Linked DNA regions of Mus musculus: region 2 is linked to region 1. The links are chromatin contacts, called in public promoter capture Hi-C maps. All regions are on one chromosome and are shown on one strand. Each heading gives the region's core, a stretch centred on a gene start, on an enhancer-like site or on the middle of the called end of the contact. The rest is flanking DNA. Distances are from core to core; before and after follow the strand shown.

Region 1 (6,181 bases), core at 1,253-3,752:
CTAGCAACTCAGATACTTAAATATACACTTTAAGAGCCTTTTATAAGGCCAGCCAGATAGCCTGCCTCCTTCCCTCCCTCCTTCCTTCCCTCATTCCCTCATTCTTCTGATTTTTGATTTTTCAATGTAGCCCTAGCTGTCCTGGAACTTGCTTTATAAACCAGGCTGGTCTCTAATTTATAGAGATCTGCCTCCTGAGTGCTGGGACTAAAGGTGTGTACTGCCACCACCACTATCCGAGCTCATTCCTATCTTCATAAAATAAAAAAACTTCCTAAGTTAGAGTGACAAGAAGTTGATAGTTCCTAGATTAGTAAGTGGCTAGCTAAGACTTGGCTCTTGGAATCCTCATCGCACCGTTAGAAGGTGTTGATTCAGGGAAGCCTGTCAGAGTAGAAGACTTAGGACCTGGCAGCCTAGGTGAATGAACAACTTTGGTGATTTATCTTTTTGGTTGTGAGCCATCTCTCTCGTCCTAGCTCTTGTAATCTAGACAACCGATATATACGTGCTTTCTTTATCTTTATCTCATTTCTTCTATGTATGCTCAATCTTTTGTGTTATAGGTTCAACAGGAGCCAGAAAAGTTAGTTATATTATGAGCAAAATGTTACATATGTCATTGTAAAATCTGGTGTAAAAATAGTGGTCAATGGCCGGGCAGTGGCGGCGCACGCCTAAAACCCCAGCACTTGGGAGGCAGAGGCAGGCGGATTTCTGAGTTCGAGGCCAGCCTGGTCTACAGAATGAGTTCCAGGACAGCCAGGGCTATATAGAGAAACCCTGTCTCGAAAAACAAAACAAAAAACAAAAAAAACAAAACAAAAAAAGTGGTCAATGAATAGTTTCATATTTCTTTTTTAAAAACCCCCACAAAGAAGTCTATAGAACATTTTTAAAAGTTTCTAAAATCAGTAAGACTTGGTTTATAAGATGTCTGGAAAATGCACTTGCTTGGAACCTTAGTGTTATACTTTCTGATCGTGAGATACTAAGACTTGCAGGTTTTGTTTTGTTTTGTTTTGTTTTTAAATTTTAGTCAAGATCTCACTGTGTAGTCCTGGTTGACCCAGAACTCACTGTGTAGACCAGGCTGGCTTCAAAGTCACAGAGATCTGCCTGCCCCTGCCTCTTGAATGCTGGGATTAAAGGTGTGCACCACTGTGTCCAGATTCAGAATATTTTTGTTGCTGCTTGCTTTTTTTTAAAAAAAGATTTGTGTATTGTATGTATATGAGCACGTTGTAGCTGTACTGATTGTTGTGAGCTATCATGTGGTTACTGGGAATTTGAATTCAGAACCTCTGCTTGATCTGGTTGGCCCCACTCGCTTTGGCCTAAAGATTTATTTGTTATTTTATCTAAGTACACTGTTGCTGTCTTCAGATCACCAGCAGAGGGCATCAGATCTCATGGTTGGTTTTGAGCCAGCATGTGGTTGCTGGGATTTGAACTCAGAACCTTCGGAAGAGCAGTCAGGGCTCTTAACTGCTGAGCCATCTCTCCAGCCCTGTTGCTTGCTTTTTGTTCTTGTTTTGATAAAAGGTCTCGCTATGTAGATCTGGTTGGTATAGAACTTGCTATGGAGTGCAGGCTGGCTTCATTAACAGATCCTCTTCTGCCTCCTGAGTGCTAGAACTAAAGGTGTCCACCAACCACCACACCTAAGTGAGACCTGTTGTCTTTATAAATATGTTTCTTCTATATGTACATTTACTATGTATTTTCTAATGCCAGCTATTCGTAAGTGATAAATAAAAAACAGCAAGGTAGCTGGGCATGGTGGTGCAGGCCTTTAATCTCAGCACTTGAGAGGCAGATGCAGGTATATCTCTGAGTTGGAGGCCAGCTTGGTGTTTTGAGGTGGAGGGGTTTAGGACAGTAACACAGAGACACCCTGTCTCAAAAAGCAACAGCAAAATAAACAAAAGACTCCCCTCCTCAAAACAAAAATAAAGCAAGGTAGTTGGGAGGAGACATTATTTTAGGTAGGATACTATGAGATCACCTCTAAAACAGTGGAATGCACACACAACACACATCTACTCTACTGCTTTCCAACCCTAGTTCCTTTATTTGTCTTTGCCTTGCCCCCTTCATGCCCCTCTTTGTCCTGTTACTTAGCAGCTTCACACTTCTGCTCAGCCTTGTGACTTCCGTTTCATGCTATGTCTGTCTGTCTCTTTAAAGATTTATTTATTTACTATGTTACAGTGTCTACTTACATGTATTCCTACACACTAGAAGAGGGCAGCAGATCTCATAGATGGTTGTGAGCCACCATGTGGTTGCTGGGAATTGAACTCAGGGCCTCTGGAAGAGCAGCTAGTGCTCTTAACCACTGAGCCATCTCTCCAGCCCCCATGCTGTGTCTTGAACTGTGCTTCTTGTGACCGTTCACTCAGAGTTCGGAAAGGAGAGAATCGCCGTACTAACTGGTCGGTTCAACCCAGAATAAGCATATTGGACCAAGTTTCCAGAGTTTGCCTTTGGTTAAGTTTTGAACTTTCATCCCTGAGTTGGAAGTTCAGGTTGTAACCAGGCTCGTTAGGCGTGCCAGCATGTACTTAGAGCTTGGTTTTCCAGGAGTGAATAAGTAACTGCCCCTAGCTTTACACAAAATAGGGTTGCTGCTAAGTGATAGCGAATGTGTCTAGCAGGTGCAAGGCTCTCCGTTCAAACTCAGGTACTGAAAACCAGAATGAGAAGTCCTTTCTTTAACTGGGACTATAAACCGGCTTTAAAAAAAAAAAAAGAAACATCTTTTATTTGTTGACATTAACTATAATTGCATTGTTTTTTCTCTTCCCTTTGGCCAGCCCTCCCATGTAACCTTCCACTTGCTCTCTCAGATTCATGGTCTCTTTTTCTTTAATTATTGTGGTTGGTGGTGATGGTGTGCATATTGCATGCATATTATATGTATTATTCTGGCTTAGTTGTAGGTTCTCTAAGATTCATGACCTCACTAGTCCCAGGTACTTGGTGAAGTTTCTAGTACTGAGCATAACTTTCTTTTGTTGAGTGGGCCTTAAGGCCAATTAGAGAGCTGTTGGTTACCACCAAGATATATGTGCCACTGTCCTTACACTTAACTCTTCCATGTTGGTTGTAGTCCAGAGTTGTCAACCCAGTTTTCAAAAGGACCAGTGAACTGGACAGCCCACCCCCTACTTAGAGGTTGACAGCTTATAACTTAGTGCCAATCAGTTGGTACTATGTGACAAAGCAGGCTTTGTGTTGGTTGGCCAACTTTTTTCATTTTCTTTTTAAACCAGAAGTCCCAATGTAAACAAAAACAATCTCATTTTTTCTTAACAAACTTTTCAAGTATCAAAACAACAATAACAATACCATTCACAATATCATAACCCAGCGGTGTGTTATTGATTTGTGGCTCTGGCTTTTTGTAGATATTCTAGTGAAGCTGCCCATCTGAGACATGTTAAAAATGGTCTAACATGTTGAATAAAGGCCTGGTGTTACACCTAGCAGTCACGTGCTCTTGAACTCTCTGGGCTTTTTCTTAGCACACAGAATGGTTTTTAAGGATCAGATTTTTACAAGTAGTGAAGTTGGAATTGGCCTTAATTATGATCACTACCAGGTTCTTCACTTTGGTTTTCCCCCATGTATCCCTCCCTCCCCACTCTGTCTTGCTGAGTTTAGTGCTGCAGAGATTTGATGATGAACAAGTAGGTGATGAGAGCATCTTACAGATTCTTTATCGTCATGGACTTCTCCACTTATCCTGGAAAGTCAGAGTTAGGTTGGGATGAGAAAGAGACAGAATTGACTCGTGAGCATAAAGGAACCTCCCTGACCTCTGCTTCTGTGCAGGTTAGCTGACGAGCTGCACATGCCATCCCTCCCTGAAATGATGTTTGGAGACAACGTTCTAAGGATCCAGCATGGCTCTGGCTTTGGAATAGAGTTCAATGCTACGGACGCACTGAGATGTGTGAACAACTATCAGGGCATGCTCAAAGTAGCTTGTGCTGAAGAGTGGCAGGAAAGTAGGTGAGAATCTGGGCAGTTACAGGCTCAACACAAAGTATTCAACAAGGATATGTGTGTTTTATTACAATTAAACTTTCAAACTGTATTATTCAAAACTCATTTTTCTGAGCCATAAAACAAAGGTTAATTTTACCACTGCTTGAAATACTCATTAGGTTAAAATATATGTGAGCTGAGCTTTGTAGGTGTTCTTTAGTCCAATCATTACAGAAACTTTAAAGTTTCTGGTTTTAAAGAAAAACATTTCTTGTAATTGAATATTTGTGGGGTATTAAAACTAAGAAAAATGTTTGGTTGGTTGGTTTTTGCTGGTTAAATTAGCAATATTTACTTTGTGCCTATTGAATATATACTATATGCTTTGAAGGACAGAATGAAATGTGAGCTTTGAATCATGTCTCAGGAAATGTAGGACGACCTAGAAAGAGTATATCAGCACATGACAAGTTAAATAACAATACATGTTCAGAAAACATGTATTGTTACTTAGAAAGGTTGGTTTTATGCTAGTGAATGATAGTATATGCCTTTAGTAGGATGTTTTATATTGTATGTGTGTTAGTAGGGTATTTTATTTTATATATATAATGTGTTAATTTGGTGTACATATGAACACTGATATATATTCTAAATTTTATCGTCCTTTTTGTTTTGGTATTTGAGGACGGAGGGCGAACACTCCAAAGAAGTTATTAAACCATATGACTGGACCTATACAACAGATTATAAAGGAACGCTGCTTGGAGAATCTCTTAAGTTAAAGGTAAATCTGAACCTTTGCTTCATATGATTCATATAATCATTAATCTTGGGAGATAATCTTAGCACTACATCCTAGTTGTGGTTATTATTTTCCCAACTCCTTTCATCCTGCTTCTTGCTTGTGGCAGACTTTAGAGCTTAATGTGAGAGGTTTTGGTGTATTATCATATTATTATAAATATTAGTTAATTAATTAGTGGAAAAGAAGACTATTACAAGATTTTCCTTTTTTCTCTTTTTGAGATGGAGTCTTGCAAGGCTGGTATTGAACTTTTGGGCTCCTCTTGCCTTGGTCTCCTCAGTGTCTAGAACCACAGGCATGCATGTTCTGCCTGAGAGCAGTAGTCTTTCTTTCTTTTTTAAATTCAATTATTTAATTAATTTTTTAAACAATATTCTTTAAAGTAAGGTTGGTAGATGCTTGCTTTGCCATGGTGTTAACAATATGACAGCCAAGAAGCGTCTGTCCCCAGAAACGTATTATTAGGTGAGTTAGATAGAAACTGCTAGCTAGAAGCTAGTTTTACATATGAACAAACAGTTGAACAGAAAACTTATATATGCTTGCACTGATTTTAAATTTGGTATGACTTTAGATAGTTAGTTACCTCTCTCTTTCTTTCTTTCTCTCTCTCTCTCTCTCTCTCTCTCTCTCTTTCTTTCTTTCTTTCTTTCTTTCTTGTTTTTTTTGTATTTTAATTTTTGAGACAGGGTCTCGTGTAGCCTTGGATGGCCTACTCTATTTAGACCAGGCTGGCCTTGACATTTGCCTGCCTCTGCCTCCCTGGTGCTGTGATCTAAGGCATGTGCCACCACACCTGGCTCTTTAGGTGAGGTATTTAATCAAGGCTAGTGACCATTGCTGGCAGGTTGAGTAAATGATAATGCTTACCCACAGCGGAGTTTTATATGAAGAGTTCACAAGCAGATTCTAATTATTACCTGTTCAAGTGTTGTTAGTGTTGAGTTGCATCTGTATAATCTCTGCTCCAGAAAAGCTTCCCCGAGAGTGTGGAACCGCTGTCTCTACAGCAGCTACATTTTTAGGTCTTCTAGTAGGACTGAGGTGAAACAAATGTGGCTTAGGTTGTGTGTCTGACAAGATTGTTCCATTTTAAAGCATTTTCCTTAAAAGTTATTTAGGGCTGATGAGATAACTCGGTGAGTAAAGGCATGGCTGCCAGTGACCTTTGCTTGGTGGCCAGAGAGAACCTGCACCTTCAAGTTGTCCTCAGATCTCCACACACATACAGATTACACACAGATTAAAACAGTTTTTCCCCCAAGACAGGATTTCTCAGTGTAATCCTGGCTGTCCTGGAACTTGCTCATAGACCAAGCGCCACCTGTCTCTGCCTCCTGAGTGCTAAGAGTAAAGACGGGCCGCCACCACCCAGCA
Region 2 (6,181 bases), core at 2,669-5,168, 100 kb before region 1:
ATTTTTTTCTGCTCTCTGTTAGATGCACTGTGTACCCAGCTTTTCTCCCTTTCTAGACTGTCTCTTTACTATGTTAATGGTGCAGAAGCCTGTTAAGTGGATAAAATCCTATTGGTTCACTGTTGGAATTATTTCTTGAGCTATTAGAATTCTTTTCATAAAGTTCCTCTCGTGCTTGTATCTTGTGGTGTTTCCCCCTAACACTAACAGGAGTCTTACATTAATGATCCATTTGAATTGAAGTTGGGGCCGAGTTAGAGAGGTTCTCATTCTATGTGGGCAGTTCAAGTTTTCCCAGCACTATTCGCTTAAAAGGCTCTCTCTCTAGTGTATGGTTTTTGACACGAAAGAAATCTTTCACTTCCTTTTTTTAAAGATTTATTTCTTTTATGTATATAAGTACACCTTAGCTCTATCTTCACAGCAGAAGAGGGCATTGGATCCCATTACAGATGGTTGTGAGAGACAAGTAGTTGCTGGGAATTGAACTCAGGACCTTTGGAAGAACAGTCTGTACTCTTAACCACTGAGGCATCTCTCCAGCCCAATATTTCACTTCTTTTGGGGGGGGGGGGTTGTTTGTTTTTTGTTTTGTTTGGTTGGTTTTTTTTTTTTTTTTTTTTTTTTTTTTGGTTTTTTCGAGACAGGGTTTCTCTGTGTAGCCCTGGCTGTCCTGGAACTCACTTTGTAGACCAGGCTGGCCTCAAACTCAGAAATCTGACTGCCTCTGCCTCCCAAGTGCTGGGATTAAAGGCATGCGCCACCACTGCCCAGCCCAATATTTCACTCTGAGTAGATTTATTCATGGCTCTCGGACATCTTTATGTATTTTGATACTATTGTGAATGGGATTCTTCCCATTTCTTTCTCAGAATGCTTGTTATAGGCAAACTGCTGGTTTTCTCTCTTGAGTTTTGTATGTTGTTCCTTTGCTTGAGGGACAAGGAAGGATAAAAGAGACTAAATATGGTTCAAGTACAAGATACGCTTGAACTAAATAAGGTAATTATGAAGCCCATCATTTTAAAGTTCAACAAATGTAAATTTTTTAAAGAAATGCTGGTCTCTGATCTTCTTTTAACTGCAAGTAATTGTTTGACATTGAATAGCCTTAAGGTAGAAATATAGACATTATACATAAAAAATAATGAAAAATATTTCTCTTAAGACTTACTGAATTTTGAAACTGTTTTCATAATCTTTAGAGCAAAGGTGCTATTACTGCATCACCTTTGACGTACTTGTTACCTGCTGTGTAGGTTATAACTCGGAATGAACTCATGCTGGAAGAGACTCGGAACACCATCACCGTCCCAGCCTCTTTCATGTTGAGGATGTTGGCGTCACTGAATCATATCCGAGCTGGTAAGAACTTCTACTCTATCATTAAAATCATTATTTTATTTGAAAACAGTAAGCCCTACCTTAGAGATCTATGTGATTTTCTTAATGTCCAAAAATGAAATCAACAACTTTAGAACTAGGATTTCTTTCTGTGAACCCTTGACCTAACACTGTAAATTATGTCCTTATAAAACTCGTTTATTGGAAAATGGTAAAATGCAAGCACAGTCGCTTGAGAACTCTGTCTTAGGTAATCTTCCTTTACAGGAAGTACAGTGCACTGCTGGGTGGGTGTAGTGGCACTCCCTAAACACAAGGGAGGTGGAGGGAGGAGGGAGGAAGAGCTGTCCAGAGTCACCCTAGGCTACATAGGAAGTTCAAGGCTAGCCTGAGATACATGAGTCCTGCCTCCACTAACAAAAACAATAAATAAGGTTATGCTGAGTACACTTTACCATAGATTTATTTAAAAAATCAGTAAAGCCCTAGTGAAAAGCAAGCGTTATGTGGTAAGGAAGGAAGTTATGTTAGTGTACTTTTCAATAATGTTTTTAAGATTTAATTATTTTTATTTTATGTGTCTGAGTTTTCCTTCATGTGTATCTGGTACTGTATGTATGCAGTGCCCACAGGAGCAAGAAGAAGGTATTGGATCCTCTGGAACTGAAGTTACAGACTATGGTTACTGGGTGCTGGGAACTGAAGCCAGGTTATATAAGTGATCTTAATTACTGAGCCATCTCTCCACCTCTTAATACATTTTTTAGATGATAAACTCTGGTTCAGTGACTTGGATCTGAAAACTATGTATCATTACAACTAATATTTCAGAGTAAATTGCATAATCTGTATTCATAACAGTAAAAGTGTGTATTATGTATGCTTATCACTTCTCACTGACTTCATAAGTTCATTCACGTGTTGAGTATTATGCATCATTTATAGAGTACTTATATTGTATCAAATATTAACTGTTCACTTATTTATTTAGAGGGCTTCTCTGTAGTCCTAGTTGTCCTGCAGTTTGCTCTGTAGACCAGGCTGGCCTCGATTCACAGAGATCCTCCTGCCTCTGCCTCCTGAGTACTAGTATTAAAGCCATGTACCACTGACACAGCAAATACTAGCCCTTTAAAAAAAAATTAAAGACTTTATTTTAGATTTATTTTATTTTATTTTATGGTATGGTATGAGTGTTTTACCTGCATGTACACATGCATGCCTAACACAAAGGGGGTTCAAAAGAGAATGTTGGATACCATAGACCTGGAGCTACAGTTGTTTGTGATCCAGTGTGTGGTGATGGGAACTGAACCTGGGTCTTCTACAAAAGCAGCAAGTCTCTCCAGTCTCTCAAATAGTAACCCTTTAAATTAGGCTTTAATAATTTGCCCAGGCCATTACCTGATGAACGTTAAACCTGACTTGAAACTACATTCCCTTTGACTCAGGGTTTCACGTACAGCCCTGAGGCCAGCCCATTACTCTGCCATGCTAGCCCTAGATGATAAACCAAAACCTTCCTCTCCTCAGAGTTTCTATCATTAAACTGCTCCCTCCCATCTGGTGTTTGGTGTCCTTCTGTTGTGGACATCTTTAAGCCTGATCTATTTTAATATTTTCCACAGTATTTGGGAAAATGCACTTGTCAATATATGTCTTAAATGCTATCCTTACTGTGGCAGTGGCTTTCTGCCATTGTCTTCATACACCCTGGTGCGATACAGCTTATCTTCATACCTCACATCCATTCCTTCAGTAAACCTTGCTCCAGGGTAAAGCTCTGTGGCACAGTGCTTTCTTACTTATTGTGCCCGAGGCTCTAGGTTGAATTCTTCAGTGCTGCGGAAACCAACCAAGGACACTAAACACCTTCACTGAACGGTCTGTATAAGCCCTGAAGATAGAAAGATCCAAAATTATCCAAAAGCTAATCGACAGGTTCACAAGTAGTGTAACCTGGGTCATTGTTGTAAGGCTCATCAAGGAGTTTCCAGAAAATGTGGAGGAAGGAGCTCATGAAGAAGTTGGGAAAGTTTAGCAAAAAGCTTCATAGTTGTACTGGGCAGAAGCATGGTCTAATGGATTATGCAAAAATGCCCCAAGCAAAGGAACAGCAAGTGCAAATGGGATAAGCCTAGGAGAGCATGCATGGTACAGTGGCCACCAAGTACATGACATATGTGTACACTTGAATATTGAACCAGATAGGGCTTACCTTGAGGGAAGAAACTGCATTCATTTTAGTCACCATTGTTATCTCAGGGTTAGCCACTTCCTGGAATGTAGTAGATACTGAATTTTAAGAAATCTTACAAACAGAAGTACACAAGCCTCTTACAGATGTGTCCATCTGGTTACCCACAGGCCATGTGCCCCAAAATAGCTGTGAATTTAGCCCAATGGAAAATCATAATTTCATTGAAAGTACTGTTTCCAGTGTAAGAGTTTTTTTGGGGTTTTTTTTTTTTTGGCAAAGTTTTTGTTTGTTTTATTTTTGCAACCTGATTGCTCTGTTTTGGAGCATGAACTTTGTAAATGACATCAAGTCACAGTGTCAGAAGGTGAACACATCAGCATTCTCTCCAGGCTTCTCTCTCTTGCATCCCCTTCCAGGTCCCCTTAGTTAAAACTTAGCCTCCAAGACACCTTGTTTGAAAACCACTGCAAGAGAATGTAATATATCAAGGTCTTGTATGTTTAAAATTATATGGTATTGTATATACTGTATTATGTTTTCATTCTTCATTACCTTTTGACGCCAAATTGAAAGCTTATATTGGGGCTGGAGGCATGGCTCAGTTAAAGAGTACGTGCTGCTCTTTCAGAAGACTGACGTTAGGCAGCTCACAGTCGCCTGTATCACCAGCTCCAGGGCTTCCAGGGCTTCCAGCCTCAACAGGCACCTGCTCTCATATACACATGCCTACTGGGCATGGGTGCACATACATAGAATTTAAAACATTGAAAAGAAAATCTTAAAAAAAAAAAAACAAAAAACCTTTAAGAGCCAGGTTTGGTGGTGTATGACTTTAATCCTAGCTCTAGAAATGCAAGGCAGGTAGATCTCTGTGAATTAGAGGCCAGCCTGGTCTACAAAGCCAGCCAAGGCTACATAGTAAGACCTTGTTTCCGAAAAAACAAAAACCAAACCAAGACTTCTGTATATACTAGTGAGTAGATTTTTACATACTTAAGTTTTGAATTAGAAATGTTTTTTGTGGTTTTAAATGAAGTTCTAGGGGTTATTTATGATAAATACTAAAAGGATTTTGAGTGTGTATGATTCTCATGTCTGTTTTCCAGACCGTCTGGAGGGTGACAGATCAGAAGGTTCAGGTCAGGAGAATGAAAATGAGGATGAAGAATAAAGAACTCCTTGGCAAGCACTTAGATGTTCTGAGATTTGTATACGACATTTATTATATTTTTTTTCTTTACAGAACTTTAGTGCAATTTAAGGCTATGGGTTTTTTTTTTTTTTTTTTTTTTTTGGAGTTCTTCCCTATTTTGGGGATAACCAAACATTGGTTTGGAATGAGTGTGTGCATGAGTTGGGAGAGTGTGTAAAACAAAGTAAGCAAAATGTTTTTTGAAACCTTTTGCCGTGTATGGAGTCCAAAAAAAAAAAAAAAAAAAAAAAAAAAGCAAAGTGCAATACTTCCTGACCCTCCGCTGTGGGAGCTTGGATCAATGCTGAAGTCATTTTCATTGTAGTGAAAATGTTGGTTCAAATAAATTTCTACACTTGCCATTTGCATGTTTGTTGCTTTCTAATTAAAGATGTTGGTTGCTTTAAGATATCCTAAATTTGACTTTTTATTTAATTCTTTGCTACTTTACCCACATTTTCTAGTCATTTCTCTAACAAAAGAGGGCTTGCTGTTTTCTGAATTTAATAGTCCTTTCCATCTTGACCTCTGTGTGACCAGATAATGTAAAAGGGCCTTTACAGTTCTCTTCCCTTTTTCTTCACTTTTCTTGAGCTACTTCTCAGGATCTGTTGACACCTCATCCAAATCAGTCACTGGGTCTTATAGATGATTTACATTAGCACAAACTCAAGGTGCTGTCTTCTGGTCTACCTCTCTGTCCATATTCCTGAATTACTGTGATCAGTTAGCTGACTCTAGCATCCACCTCCACTTCAGACAGTCCCCCAGGCCTGTGTGTACCTTACCGTGTTTTCCTGAACTGTGTGTACCTTACCGTGTTTTCCTGAACTGTGTGTACCTTACCGTGTTTTCCTGAACTGTGTGTACCTTACCGTGTTTTCCTGTGTGTACCTTACCGTGTTTTCCTGAACTGTGTGTACCTTACCGTGTTTTCCTGTGTGTACCTTACCGTGTTTTCCTGAACTGTGTGTACCTTACCGTGTTTTCCTGAACTGTGTGTACCTTACCGTGTTTTCCTGTGTGTACCTTACCGTGTTTTCCTGAACTGTGTGTACCTTACCGTGTTTTCCTGAACTGTGTGTACCTCACCGTGTTTTCCTGAACTGCTCCATAGACATGACCTCTTCCACCTCCTACGTTGTCTGTCTGTGCCCCTCAATCCAATTACATCTGTACATTTCTCCAACCTACTTACAAAAATAAAGTCTTTTCTCAGCACCAGGTTATTGGTTATATACGTTCTAATGTCACCCCCACAAGCAACCATAGCTGCCAGCCTCTTCCAGAAGCCAGAGCTGCCAGATGGGAGAGAAGCAGGTGCTGCCTCCTGATACCTTACAGATAAAAGTTCCTGGGCAGGCAGAGTGCTGTACCTGTTGTTTAGTGCGACAAAAGGACTACTTCAAAAACAGGAGTCTCTCTCTCTCTCCCTCCCTCTCTCT

The links. Promoter capture Hi-C pulls out the DNA fragments that hold promoters and counts their contacts.
Region 2: a promoter capture Hi-C map of liver shows a contact between it and region 1, with 1.7 times the contacts expected there. The contact joins two enhancer-like sites. A contact is called at or near these places in 1 of 39 promoter capture datasets (liver), 13 of 484 Hi-C or Micro-C datasets (cardiomyocytes, cerebral cortex, cortical neurons and 7 more), 9 of 115 datasets of contacts at active chromatin or transcription factors (the SCID.adh cell line, astrocytes, cardiomyocytes and 4 more) and 2 of 9 other capture datasets (adipose tissue and pancreatic islet).

What each region holds. Positions count from the first base shown.
Region 1 is chr1:165,226,107-165,232,287 of GRCm38.p6, reverse strand. Tiprl (TIP41, TOR signalling pathway regulator-like (S. cerevisiae)) reads left to right here. Exons shown (of 7, transcript NM_145513.4): 2 at 3,841-4,020; 3 at 4,684-4,783. Among named protein-coding and RNA genes, the nearest start is that of Tiprl, 7.8 kb to the left of the region's middle. Within about 2 kb of position 2,502, at least 8 of the 459 cell types and tissues checked have an H3K27ac peak or open chromatin away from gene starts, as enhancers often do. A contact at or near this core is called in liver, where this site is marked.
Region 2 is chr1:165,328,473-165,334,653 of GRCm38.p6, reverse strand. It overlaps Dcaf6 (DDB1 and CUL4 associated factor 6), which reads left to right. Exons shown (of 19, transcript NM_028759.1): 18 at 1,260-1,365; 19 at 4,651-5,154. The coding sequence ends at 4,715. Among named protein-coding and RNA genes, the nearest start is that of Gpr161, 36 kb to the right of the region's middle. Within about 2 kb of position 3,918, at least 5 of the 459 cell types and tissues checked have an H3K27ac peak or open chromatin away from gene starts, as enhancers often do. A contact at or near this core is called in liver, where this site is marked.